Linked DNA regions of Rattus norvegicus: region 1 is linked to region 2. A link is a contact called in public Hi-C data. All regions are on one chromosome and are shown on one strand. The core of a region is the stretch at or near the end of the contact, and the rest is flanking DNA. Distances in the headings are between cores, read along the strand shown. Region 1 overlaps LOC120094252 (a long non-coding RNA gene). Region 2 holds the start of Ackr4 (atypical chemokine receptor 4).

Region 1 (6,787 bases), core at 3,398-5,897, 45 kb after region 2:
TGGAGCTCCCACTGCCCTACCGCTTCTACTAGAACAAACAGAGACAGAGACCGGTCAAGGGTGCAGGGTTGGGGAAATGGGGTACAGATAACACACCTCACAGAAAAGCACTGCCTATTTCAAAGTTGGAAATCATCTCTGGGGCTTTTATGGGGAGGTGGGTGGAAGAGTTTTACACTTGGAAACTTGGTCCCCAGGCTGGAAAAGGATTGGCAGAGCTGAAAGTTTCTCCACCTTCTGGCTTGAGGTCTTCCTCTGGCCTGACCTCCCGCCTCCCTGTTATCACAGCAGTTTGCAAATGGAAATGGTGATGGGTAAAGGGAGGAGGACGTGTCTGACTGCCTCCCCCTGGAACAGAGGATGAGGCAAAGTCTAGGAAGGCGGGTCAGCCAGGGCTTTGTTTCAAAGGGTATCAAAGCCCAGCAGGGGGAGGGAGGCTTCTCCTTCCGGTGGGGGCTCAGCTCCTTCCTTATAGATTTACTTTTATTCTCTCTGTAATTTAAACAGTGTGTGTGTGTGTGTGTGTGTGTGTGTGTGTGTGCATGTGCGTGTGTGCATGTGAGCACGTTTGTGTGTTCTCCATGTACACTGAGTGTTGACTGTGTAGTTGCACGCACATGCAGAGGTCAAAGCTGCTGGTTTCTCTCATCTTGGCCTTTGTTGCCTTAAGGTAAGAGTTTCTCACTGAACCCTGAGCTAGACATTTCAACCTGGCTGTCAAGCCAAGGAGCTCTTGGGATTCACCTGACTGCCATTATTGGCCTCCCAGGTAAGGGGTTACACAAGTACAGGTAAACGTCTGGGCTTCTGAAGGTGTGGTAGAGACAGACCTACCTGAGGTGTAACAGATAAAGGACACACTGAGAGCTGGGAAGAGAGGGCAGTGGGTAAGAAAGAACCCTTGCCCTGCAAACATGAGGACTTGAGTTCTAATCCCCTCTACTGAGTAACACACACACACATGCACACACACATATACACATATACAACACACACATACACGCATGCACACACACATATATACACACATACACACATATGCACATGCACACACACATATGCACAACACACACATACATTTATACACAGATAAATATACACATACACACATACACATGCACACACATAATACATACATACACACAATACACGCACATACACAATACACACACAACATACACATACCCACATACATACAGTACACACACACACACACACACACACACACACACACACACACACAGAGCTACGTCGTTGTCCATGCCTAGAGAAGAGCTGTCTGTCCTACACAGTTCAGGCTTGAACACATAACTGTAGGTGGCAGCTTTCATGAGTCCCTTGGCATTGTACCTTGGGACTTGGGAGATGTACCCCATGTCTCACAGATCTGCATGAGGTGTCTCTGCTGTGACAGATACAAATGTCCCTGCCATACAGCCCATCTGGCTCTATTTGCCTCAAGGACCCTACCAAAAAGGCTGGGGCCACAGCTAGGTGTAGAATGCTGGATCTACATCCAAGTGACCAGGGTAAATAAGCCATTGAAGGATTGATTGCCCCTGAAATCTGTCTTCCTGCAGCCCTCAGGATTACAGGACCTGGTCTAACAGTCTCCATGTCTGTCTGTCTGTCTGTCTCTCTCTTTCCTTCTTTCTTTCTTTCTTTCTTTCTTTCTTTCTTTCTTTCTTTCTTTCTTTCTTTCTTTCTTTCTTTCTCTCTTTTTTTTTTTTCCCGGAACTGAAGACTGAACCAGGGCCTTGCCCTTGCTAGGCAAGCGCTCTACCACTGAGCTAAATCCCCAACACCCCATGCCTTTCTTACTAAGGGCCATCCTGACCAAGGTTCAATGTCCCGAAGACAGTGGATGTGACTTATCTGGTGCCCCTTTAGTTGAACTAAGATCCTTCTGGGCCTGTTGCTCATTGGGTTCCACTGTTTACATATATGGCTCCCTCAGCTTCAGTCATAGCCGGTTGTCCTAGAGGACAGAGCAGCACCTCTTTTCCCATCAGCCTTTTTCCTTTCCTCCCCAGGGACTGACTTCTCAGTATCTCCCATTCTCTGCTCTGTAGATCTCACTAAGACATCATCTGCAGACACTGGAGAGAGAGAGAGAGAGAGAGAGAGAGAGAGAGAGAGAGAGAGAGAGAGAGAAGCAGCCAGGTGGGTGTGCCATTCTCCATATGACCACCAGTGGCACTCGATGAACTGAAACAGGCTTGGTCATTGCCTGCTCAGTAGCCTCTGGGTGGCTGGAAATATTGAGGGTCGGAATAGCCTGGTGGACAGTGTTTTGATCTAGACTTTTTAGAACAACATTTATGCTTTAGGACCAAATTTATTGAACTGTCAGAAACAACGTATTACCAAAATAAGAGCCTTTAAAGTGTTCACCAGTCAGCAATAGCAACTGCTGTCAAACTGAAGTCTACAGCTGAAACAGCTACTCGGGGAAGTATGACCAATATGAGCGCTGACCTCCCCTCTCTGGTATCTCTTGGGCTCTCAAGTGAAAGGAATCAGATCTACTAACTGGATAGAGTCCTGGCCTTGGGTCTCTGAAGGTATCACCCTCTCACCTCCCATGACCCCTCACCTCCTATGACCCCTCACCTCCTATGACCCCTCACCTCCTATGACCCCTCACCTCCTGTGACCCCTCACCTCCTGTGGCCCCTCACCTCCTATGGCCCCTCACCTCCTATGACCCCTCACCTCCTATGACCCCCTCACCTCCCATGACCCCCTCACCTCCTATGGCCCCTCACCTCCTATGACTCACCTCCTATGACCCCTCACCTCCCATGACCCCCTCACCTCCCATGACCCCCTCACCTCCCATGGCCCCTCACCTCCTATGGCCCCTCACCTCCTATGACTCCTCACCTCCTATGACCCCTCACCTCCCATGACCCCCTCACCTCCTATGGCCCCTCACCTCCTATGACTCCTCACCTCCTATGACCCCTCACCTCCCATGGCCCCTCACCTCCTGTGGCCCCTCACCTCCTATGGCCCCTCACCTCCCATGACCCCCTCACCTCCTATGACCCCTCACCTCCTATGACCCCTCTCTTCCTATGACCCCTTGTCTCCTATGACCTTTCACCTCCTATGAACCCCCTTGCCTTCTATGACCGCTCACCTTCTATGACCCCTCACTTCCTAACTTGTACCATCATTGAGCACCCAGTACTCACCTGCTGCTCTCTCCTTTTTCAAGAATGTTCTCCTATGCACCTGGAACTCTCCAAACTTCAAGGACTTTGTTTCCACACTAAGTGATATGGATTTGTGAAGATTGGCCATCCTCCCCTAGGCTGGATACCTCCTTCTGGGGAAGCGTTTGATGGTTTTGCCTCTTACCCCCTTTTTGTAACTGGGCTGTTTTTCCCAATTTTATTTTATTTTGTCTTGAGGGCATCCTAAACTGAGCTTCTGTTTAACTTGTCCCCCCCCCCCCCCCCGGGGCTGGGGACCAAACCCAGGACCTTGCGCTTCCTAGGTAAGCACTCTACCACTGAGCTAAATCCCCAACCCCGTGGGTGCTGTCTTTTAATTGCTCTTCTAGTTTTTGAGACAAGGCTATCTTACTAACCTGGAAGCTCATCAATTTGGTGGTGTCACATGGCCAGTGATCTTCAAGGATCTGTCTCTGTTAACATCATGCTAAGGTTCCAGGAGCCATCTGCCATTCTTGTGCTTGTTTTTTGTTTTTTTTTTTTTATATAGTGTTTTTATTTATCCTTTGAGGGTTTTATGCATAAATATATTTAACCATATTCACCCCCTCAGCTCCTTCTGGACCTCGCATATCCCCTCCCAAATAAAAAAAACACTAACAGGTGCCCAATCTGCATACTCATGGTAGGACCCATGGCTTTTTCGTGGGTTGTAGAGCCCTGAACCTTTGTGCTTGAGCAGTGGGCACTTTACCTACGGAGCCGTCTTCCCAGCCCTGTTTTGTGTGGAGACCGCTTCTCACTCTTACATGGGCTACTCCCGGTCCAGCCTCCCAAGTCCTGGATTACAGGGCGTGCTATCACAACTGCCTGCTGTGAGGTCTTCCCACTCTGCTCCTTAGCTTACTCAACACACCTCTCAGCATTGGCTATTTACACTTTTGCTCTTTTCCTCGCTCCTTAAAATGTATATGCTCAGGCCAGTGAGCTGGCTCAGCGGGTGAAGGTGACTGCCACCAAGCGCATTGTCTGAGTTTGATCCCTGGGACCCATGTGGTGGAAGGAGGGAAAGAATGAGGTCAAAGTTCCCTACGGTCTCAACTTGAATGTCGGGGCAAGTGTGTGCATGCACGAGCACGTACGCACAATAAATAAAAATACTTTAAAATATTATAAAGCCTGACTTTTAACTCTCAGAACGAAAGAATTCTGCTGCCCAAAGTGGCATCCTGTTGTCTGGAGGATACAAATGCTCTTCTCTGAAGGACAGAGTTTGTTTTTCTTCCTTCACCTCACCTCCCACTCCCTCCAGCAGTCCCTTTCCTGTGGGCCCCGGTCACACTGAGGCTCTCAGGCTGGAAGAACACACCGTCAGCACTCACACCAGGTTCTTACAGCAGACTTTCCACCCTGCCCTTAGGAAGGTCCCCGCTGCAGGAAGGATGTGGCTGTCAGTCAGTCAGTCAGTCCTCTATCTACTGATAGCGGTTTCTGCTTCCAGCCCCATTGCTCGGAACTCCGACCTCACCTCCACCCTCCCAAGCACTGGCAAGACAGGTTCGAGCTTTTTCCAGCTTAATTTGACGCTGGTAGGATGCTGACAAACCTGAGAGATGTGTAAGGAGGGGGCTTGTGAATCACATAAAACAACGTATGACTGGTATCTAAGCAAAAACTCTAATGGAAGTGACTTTCCTGAATTTAGGAAAGAACTAAATGTTAGTAGAATTATTTTCATTTGACCTTTTGCTTAGGAGGCAGACGACTCATTCCTCCCGACTCAAGTCACATCTTCATAAACCATTTTCTGAAACAAACAAAACGAACATGCTACCCTACATGGGCAAGCCTCCTCTTGTTCTTTGCTGGAACTACACTTTACATATGCTACCCTAAATTACTGAAAACTCACACATGCAATAACCACTCATCTGGGATAGAAACCCAGGGCCTTAGCAACGATTAAAATATGTCAACGTTTTTCTTTGTGTATGTAACCAGACTTTTCCATGAACAGTTCTGGAACCTTCCTTTTCCTTAGAAATATGAATAGTGGTGATGTATCTTCTTCCAGAAGTAGGATAGTAAAAATGTTTTACCTTCCCATCTCCACTTTGTGGCCTCCAAATTCGTCATCTCTAAGTTAAAAAGTTAGTGGGCATCCGCTAATCCACTGTGAAGCTCTCTTTTCTCTCTGTTGAATAATTATTAACAAGCACACCTAATAAGCACAGAAGGGATTTAAAGGACCATGAAGCTTTATAGTAGTTTCCATGTGGTTTTCAAATGGAAATTTGAAAATTTAATGTTAAATGTTGCTACATATGAATTTTAAAATTAATTTTTTACAGTGCTGGAGACTGAACTTAGGGTCTTATACATCCTGGGTCAGCATTCTACTATGGAGCCATGTCCCCAGTCAGGGTGTTGTAAATTGTCGTAAGCTTTTGATCGTCAACAGGGTATCCAATGCTGGCTCAGTCCTTTCTCAAATCAGCCTCAGACAGGATGCCAATGGCCAGTCTGCCACTCTGTAGAGTCCAAGTGGCCCCTTCTGACTTTCAGGCAGGGTTCTCTCTCGAGGTCTCTGTCCACTAACCATGCCAACTCTCCTGTATTTACCTTCCTGCTACCTGCTACTGTTTCACTTTACATCTTGGACAGTTCCCATGCACACATGGGATCACAAGCCTGAGGGCAGCCTGAGTCACAATGAGGTGACCTTGTCTCAAACCAAACCAAAACAAGGATGTGGACAAATGTTTGCATGACTTTCCATGTTTACATTTCCTGTAGTCTGTGGTCTAACTGGAAGACCTTTGCACCAGGATGTTATCTGAAATATTCTCTGGCTCCTTACCTCTCCTGAAACATTAGACCACCACACCCCTGCAGCGGTTAGCAGTCTGGCCCACTCCTAACACGACAGAAACAGTAACTGAGCTGCTGTTTCTGCTTAGGAATGAAGAGGTGGGTGCAGCATGCGAGTGTGAGCCTGTCTTCTGCTGTTCCACCCCCCCAAAAGTGAACATGGAAGAAATCTCCAGAGGCTAAAATTACAGACCACACATATCTCATTAACAAAGCAGTCAATTCCCTTTATTTTTTAAAATTTTATGTACACATATGAATGATCTGTATAATGTACATTCAATATAGAAAGCTTTATATATTTGATAATGTATAGAACATTTCACAATTACACTAATCTCTTACATAACATCTTGACATCCATTTTTAGTTTTAATTTTTTGCACAAGCTCCCTGTCGTTCAGCTTGGTGAAGTCTGCCATACGCACCGATGTGCACCGAGCTCTCGTAGAGTTAATGACTGAGGGTCTGGTCACAGGTGGAGGGACAGAAATCTAATGTCTGACGATGAGAGGAAGACGGCCATGGAGACCTGGTGCAGGAGAGGAAGGTGCCCTTTTCTGGGGATAAGATTTAGCCCAATGTTTGTAGACTGCAGCTTAATCCCACAGTCACAGTAATTAAAAAAAAAAAAAAAAACATTATAAAAACTAGGAAGAAAGTTTTGTCTTTTTGATTCACAGTCTTGTAAACAGATATAAAGGAACAAAATGTGCTTACATACATCAAGAAGA
Region 2 (6,855 bases), core at 1,640-4,139:
ACTGACTGGTTCTGCTCCAGAGCCATGGCGCCAAGCTGCACGACGAGAAGAACACAAAGCACTCACGTCAGCATGAGAGGAAGCAGCTTCTGCCCAGCATGTGGCTTGTTCTTTTTCTCGAGAATAGATTGTGGCTGTCACATATGTGAGCCTAGCTCTCACTATGGAAACTTCAGTGAGAACCACATGGAGTCAGTCCCCCCATCCTTTGCTCTCATATATAGGAACTGGAGTTGGCCCATGGTCAACAGACAGTATCCCAGCCCTTAGTCATTAAATCCTGGACAAACGTGAAGACTCTTAAGTAATATGAGTTGTTGTTGGTGTGTGTGTGTGTGTGTGTGTGTGTGTGTGTGTGTGTGTGTGCGCGCGCACTCGCACGCACGCATGTGTGCATGTACCTAAAGGTTGAAGTTGCTAGGAGTCATTAGATTACTCTCCCCTCATTTGTTGAGGTAAGGTCTCTCAGTTGAACCCAGAGCTCACCATCAGGACTATTCTGACTAGCCAGCTTGCTGCAGCCATCCTTTGCACCCTGTAAGTGTTGGGGCTGTGGATGAGCTGCAGTGGCCACCCCTCATTTACACGCATACTGGGGATCCAAGTGTTAGTCTGCACACGTGTACAGCAAGCACTCTAATCACAGAGCCGTCTGCCTAGCCTAGTTTTTATAATGCAAAATTTAATCAAAGAGCAGAAGATACATTTCAGTTTTATAAATGTTACTTAAGTCTTGTGAAGTATTTCTACAACAAAGTAAAAGAAGTTGTTTTACTTGAAAAATGTTTTCATTTTTATTCTAGAGTTACTTATAATTTTAATTTAAATAAGTTAGCGTGGCATTGGCACAGAGTCACTGGTTGACTTTGCTACAAGAAAGCCTCCTTAGCCAGCTTGCCTCCTAAGCCTGTCACACTACTTGTGTCCCCGGTCCCTCTAAACTGAAAACTGGCACCGTCTTTAACTTCTCAATTACCTAGATCCCTGGGTTCCAGTTAGTCTGCACGATCATTGGCAATCCTCCTGCCTTAGCCTCCTCAGTGCTGGAATTACATGTGTGAGCCACCACACCTAGTTTGGATATCAGATTTGACCATGCACGCGCATGCACACACACACACACACACACACAGATATACACATACAAACACACAAACACACCACACTTAATGCTCCTGTCTTCCTATCTGGAATCTGACTGTTCTTTGTCCTTACCAACTGTTTGTCCAAACCATTCTTCTTACTGCCAATTGATATTGTGCCTCTAACTTGCCAATCTACCACAGTCTCGCTTAGCTCTTTGCCTGGAAGGCTCTTGGATATACCACAAGCTCCTTGGAATGACATCCAAGGCTTCCTCCGGCCACCGCCTCCTCCCCATGCTCCACACAGTAGTCAGTAATGGGCTGAGTTGTCAGCTGTGGCTGACACACTGCCGTGACATGCCGTGCCTCTCCATTGCTCTCGCTTGTCAGCTTTATCCAGTTTCCTCCCCAGAAGACTCTCAGTCAGAGCTTTGACTCCATCCTGTGGAGAAAATGTATTTCCAAGCTCTAAGTTCTCTGGAGTCTGACAATTTGATTTCTGGTTGTGACCAAAGTTTCATTAGCATACCTGGTACACTCTAGCTGTTCACTAAATATGTGTCAGGCTCTAAACGTTTTCCCACCACATATAAAGCTGTTATTGCAGAATGGGTGGACCACGTGTTTCCCATCTCGGTCTGGGGAATCATAGCTGGCTAATAACACTGCATTGTACAAGAAAAGCTTGCACAGAATTCACAAGTTTAATATAAATACTATAATGACTTTCAATATTCTTATAGTTTTATTTCTAGCTTCTCTATCTTGGTTTGACTAATTTTGACCCTCAAAGAATTTCAGATCTTACAGAATCAATCATGAAAACAGTATTTTCAAAACAGTACAGAAAAGAATATTCAAATTTAAAAAAAAAAAAAAGGTCTTTAACTTGCTAACTCTTCTTTGAATGAGTAAAGCAAAGTGTGAGGGTTCCCCTCAGGGAAGGTGCTCCGGCCTGGAGATTTGCTCTATTGTGCAGTCTCTAAGGCGGCTCAGAAGCTCTGTTAAGGAGACTTCTGCAGCCTCCGTAGTTTATGCATTAATTATTAACACAGTATAAACTTGGTTCTTAATTGTTATCCAGAAGCCTTGGACTGGATGATGGAAAGCAATAGAGCCGAATAAAATGTAAGGGTGACATTTGAGAGTAAGGATGACTTCCTAACAGTGTAAGAAAGTTAGAGTCGGAAGAGACTTTGCAGAAAGCACCCTTCTGCAGATGTGTAGGGAGGCTTCTAAATGCTCTTTAAAATCATTTTTTTTTTTTTTTTGGTTCTTTTTTTCGGAGCTGGGGACCGAACCCAGGGCGTTGCGCTTCCTAGGTAAGCGCTCTACCACTGAGCTAAATCCCCAGCCCCTAAAATCATTTTAAAAACAAAAACAAATTTATTTTAAAGAGCCAAAAGCAATGACCAAGTAAACCCTGTCTGCTCCCTGACAACATTGTACAAACCCGCAGTGGTGATGCGAAAAGCTCTTCTTGGTACACTCACGTGAAGTGTAGAGCTGTTCTTAATAGCTCTTTGTGGGACATGTAAATGTTTAAACTCGCCTGTACCAAGTCCCCCATCCTCCACTAAGATAAAAATACAAAATCTTTGGGCTTAAAAAATCAGAAACGCATATTCAGGTCAAAAGGAGGGGGAAAAAAACCCGAAAGAACCAACCTGTTAAGCTGGAAGAGCTGCCGTCCAGAGCGCAGAGGAGATCAGAGGACCTCCGTGACCCAGGCAACTCTTGTTTTCAGTTTTACACCCCGCCTTTATCTTGGATCCAAGCGAGCTTTCCTGAAACTTAACCTCCGGAGCACTTGATTAAGTGCTCTGCGAACCTTCCTGTGGCATGCGTCCAAATTCCTAAATGTCCTGGATACAGATGGAAGGAGTCCCAGCTCTGGCGGCCAAACTGCAGGATCGTCCGTCCGTTTCCACTCAGCTGAAGGAGACAAGAGAGTGCCTGTGGCTCACCAAGCCCTGGTCAGCCACAGAGAGACACTGAGAGCATCCAGTGGCCACAGGCCCTGCCCCAGGGTGGGGTGTGGTGGCGGGGAGGGAGGGGGAGCTCCAGAAATACTTGACCAAGTTATTTTGTCTATGAGAGAAAAATAAGATGATTTTAACCCATAAAGTTATGTTTTTGAAAAACCAAATCAGCCAGTTAAGCAGGACTTACTGTTTGCGTACAACACGATTTCAGTTTCTTATTTTACTGGGGCAGAGCCCTGGCTCACTGCAGCATTCTCTGTGGTCCAAAGTGTGCGTTTCTCGAGGCTTTCTCTCCTTTTCTTAGAATCTTTCCCTCAAGGACCAGTCATGAACCATCCAACTCCTGTGTGTGGAGAGGCTGCTTTTCCAGGCTGCCAAACAAATGCACCTTAGAAAGGAAGAGGGTTTCACGCAGACGAGATCCTCGGCCTCACCTCACATTTGCATACCATTGCCCCATTTTTCATGCAAAGCTGACCTTAGTGCCCAGCTGCAGAAGTTGTTTTAGACCCAAGCCTTTTCTTTTCCCTCAATGATTGTTATAGTCTGTGTGGATTCATGCAGAAGAAACTCATTAGTATGTGCCTTCATCTTTATCCCCCTCCCCCATATGTCTGGGAGTCAAGGTAGCCTTAACCTGTGTAGCCGCCTCTCTTTAAGGAAGCATCGGCTAAAACAGCTTAGCTCTAGATTTGTGTCATTTGCCGAGGTGTGAGGAATCCACCACCACCACAGTCAGTTCTAAGCATCAAAGTGAACTGACTGAAGGAGAAGTTACTAACAGGCACATAATCTATCTTCTGAGCAGGCGACACCATTCGTTTCCTTTGTTAAGGATCGTAGGTGTCTTGCCTGCCTACTGTCCTGCAGTCAGATCTGCTGAAACTGGAGTTACAATTGTGAGCTGCCACATGGGGGCTGGGGATTGACCCCGGTCCTCTCAATGAGCAGCCAGTGTTCCCAACTGCTGAGCCATCTCCAGGCCCAAGCTAGTACAGTTTTAACTAGGGAGATACAAGCACATCCAAGAACAGGTAAAGACAATGTAGGGTTATGGGTAGTTCAGCTGGTGGAGTGGCCTAGCCTGGGTTCAGTTCTCAGTCCCCTGTGAGCAATACTGACTCATATCTGGAATCCCAGCATTTGAGGTTGAGGCGTGAGTACTGTGAGAGCAGGTCTCAAAAGAGAGAGGAAAGAAAAGGAAGGGAGGAGGAGAGGAGAGGAGAGGAGAGGAGAGGAGAGGAGAGGAGAGGAGAGGAGAGGAGAGGAGAAAAATACATGGCACACACACAGCACACACACACACACACAGAGCACACACACACAGAGCACACACACACACACACACAGAGCACACACACACAGTGGACTTCTACTCAGCCATAAAGCAGAGAGATGTCATTTTTAGGGAACTAGATAGAATTATGATCATCTGGGAAGAGGAAGGAGACCAGTGGGAGAGGAGAACAGGGAAGGAAAATGGGGGTGAATATGGTTAGAGAACGTGATTACACTGGACCGTCTGCCCAGGGAATAGTGCTGGCCCACAGTGGGCCAGACCCTCCCAGGTCCATTAACAGTCTCCTGCAGACGTGCCCATCAGCAAATAACAATCAGATCTGGAAAATCTTCCATTGAGACTCCTCCTCAGATGACTGTGTCAAGGCGACAACTGAAGCTAACTAGGATGCTCTCCAAGTGCCTCACATCCCACTCCTAGTACTTTATAATCATTTCCATCTTTCACAGCTGTCTTGCACTCTGTGTGTTTTAAGCATTTATGATAGTAACTTACTCATGATGCCAGCCTGTCAAATAATAAACTCACGAAGCAGTGAATCAGTCAGTTTGAGCAACATCCTCCATTTTGATGCCAGGGCTACAGTTCTCTCTTACGTGTTCAATGTTAGACTTTTTCCATTTTATCGTGCAATCTCTGACACATTTCCGGTATCCCGTGATGCTACCTGCTGTGCAGTCTTAATTTTGCTCTGTGTGTGCTTGAATATGTCTCCTCCTAATCCTTGTTTACCCTACCCTAAGAAACTATGTATTTTCTTATAATTTGGGTTCCTGTCTTATAAACAAGTTGTAATTCTATAATAATCTTTACAGCTTTTGATTTAAAAAAAAAAACCATTTTCTTCAAACGTAAGCCGTCAGGACATAAAGGCATCTGGACTGGGTTGGTGCTCCAGGCACGATGAGTTCATGATGTATGAGTCATGGTGAACAGACCCTTGGTTCTGCTGTGTTTTCATTTCTTCAGATACAACTAGGAGACTTGGTGGTGATGGGAAATTTGGATGGGAAATTTAAAAAAATCAGAAATGCATATTCAGTCAAAAGGAGGGAAAAAAAAAAAGAAAGAAAGAACCAACCTGTTTAAGCTAGGAGAGCTGCCGTCTGGAGTGCAGAGGAGATCAGAGGTAGCTGGGTATGGTGACTCAGGCTCTTAATCCCAGCACTCTGGACGCTGAGGCAAGGGTCACAAGTCTACCACCCATCCAAGCTACACAGTGACAGCCTGTCTCAGACCAGACAGCACTTAATAGTGAGCAAATAAGGAAGAAGCAGAGTAGTGGCCGGAAGTGAGAGGCCGAGAAGAGCATCCCCACTGTGAGCAACTTCAGAGCGCTTGATGTTTGTGGGCTCCACACCTGCCTGTCCACCATAACCTCTCTCATCAGACTCCCTCTGAGTCTCAGTATCAAACGGTTTGTAAAAATTATTTCTCGCCTTAACACAGCAATGTCCCTTGGTCCCCAAACTGCCTCTCTCTCTATCCATTCCCTGGCCCTCTGCTGGTGGCATTGTTTTGCCAGTGATGAATGTTTAACTAAACTGCATGTTACTGGGCTTCAAGCTGAGCGTTACTTAGATAACCTTAAGACCTTGTTTAGTGTCCATATTACATGTTGAATTCATATTTTAATGGGTTTTAATGGCACATTTTTGCTTAAGCAAAAAAAAAAAAAAGCACTTTTATCCAAACTCACCATCAATCGAGTTTCAGTAGAAGTAATATTTTATTGCCTGTATTACCATTGTTTGCATTAGTATTTCTTGGGGAAATTTAGATTTCTTTTTAGTATCATAAATCACATCACAGAGTGATAACTTTGTAGACTGTGATAAAAATAAACTAATTTTAGAAATTTTGAAGGCTGTAAATATATATATATATATAATTTTGTCTGCTAAAGACAGTGTTAGCATGATTCACTTGTAGTCATGACTCCTACGTTGGTGCTTAGAAAGCGTCTGTATCCCTTCTGTGTTATAGGCTCAGCACAGCATGTTTGAACAGGCCAGCTGGAAACTGAACGAATGTTCTTCCTCACAATCATTACTACCCCAGTCAATGCTCTTAGGCTCCTGCCATTTCATAGAGGGGCAGCCATATTTACAGGACAGATACAAATGATAGATACTGGCTGGGAGGGTCAGAGACTGAGGGAGTCTGATTTTCCCGGGCATCGCCAAGTTGTGCTGCTTGGGAATGGTTTTCCTGTTATCCCGCCAGCGATATGTGCCAGTGCCTGTTTCCCAACACCCTGCCTCTGTGAGGTCTGTACATAGACGTAGTTTCATAACACTCTACTTTCTACCGTGCCCCTGCTAGCCACACGTGGGATAGGGAATCGTAAGCTCCTGTGATAAGTAAGTTACCTTTGACCTTTAACTGTACGCGGCATTTCATTGTTGCCTTTTCCCCTACTTTGACTCGGGGGAGAGGGGGGTTGGTAAAGGTAAATGCTGGAAAAAAAATCTCTAATTCTTAT

The links. A called contact is a pair of places that touch in the nucleus more often than the background predicts.
Region 1: a Hi-C map of liver shows a contact between it and region 2, with 1.5 times the contacts expected there. The contact joins the enhancer-like site here to the promoter of Ackr4 in region 2. A contact is called at or near these places in 3 of 12 Hi-C or Micro-C datasets (kidney and liver).

The regions. Positions count from the first base shown.
Region 1 is chr8:113,640,319-113,647,105 of GRCr8, forward strand. All of the region lies in intron 2 of LOC120094252 (a long non-coding RNA gene), which reads left to right. Dnajc13 (DnaJ heat shock protein family (Hsp40) member C13) reads right to left here. Exons shown (of 56, transcript NM_001108776.3): 56 at 6,255-6,787. Among named protein-coding and RNA genes, the nearest start is that of Ackr4, 44 kb to the left of the region's middle. Within about 2 kb of position 4,648, at least 1 of the 93 cell types and tissues checked has an H3K27ac peak or open chromatin away from gene starts, as enhancers often do. A contact at or near this core is called in liver, where this site is marked.
Region 2 is chr8:113,596,873-113,603,727 of GRCr8, forward strand. Ackr4 (atypical chemokine receptor 4) reads right to left here and starts at 2,890. Exons shown (of 2, transcript NM_001399385.1): 1 at 2,753-2,890; 2 at 1-35. The coding sequence starts at 26. The region is part of intron 13 of Acad11 (acyl-CoA dehydrogenase family, member 11); the gene reads left to right.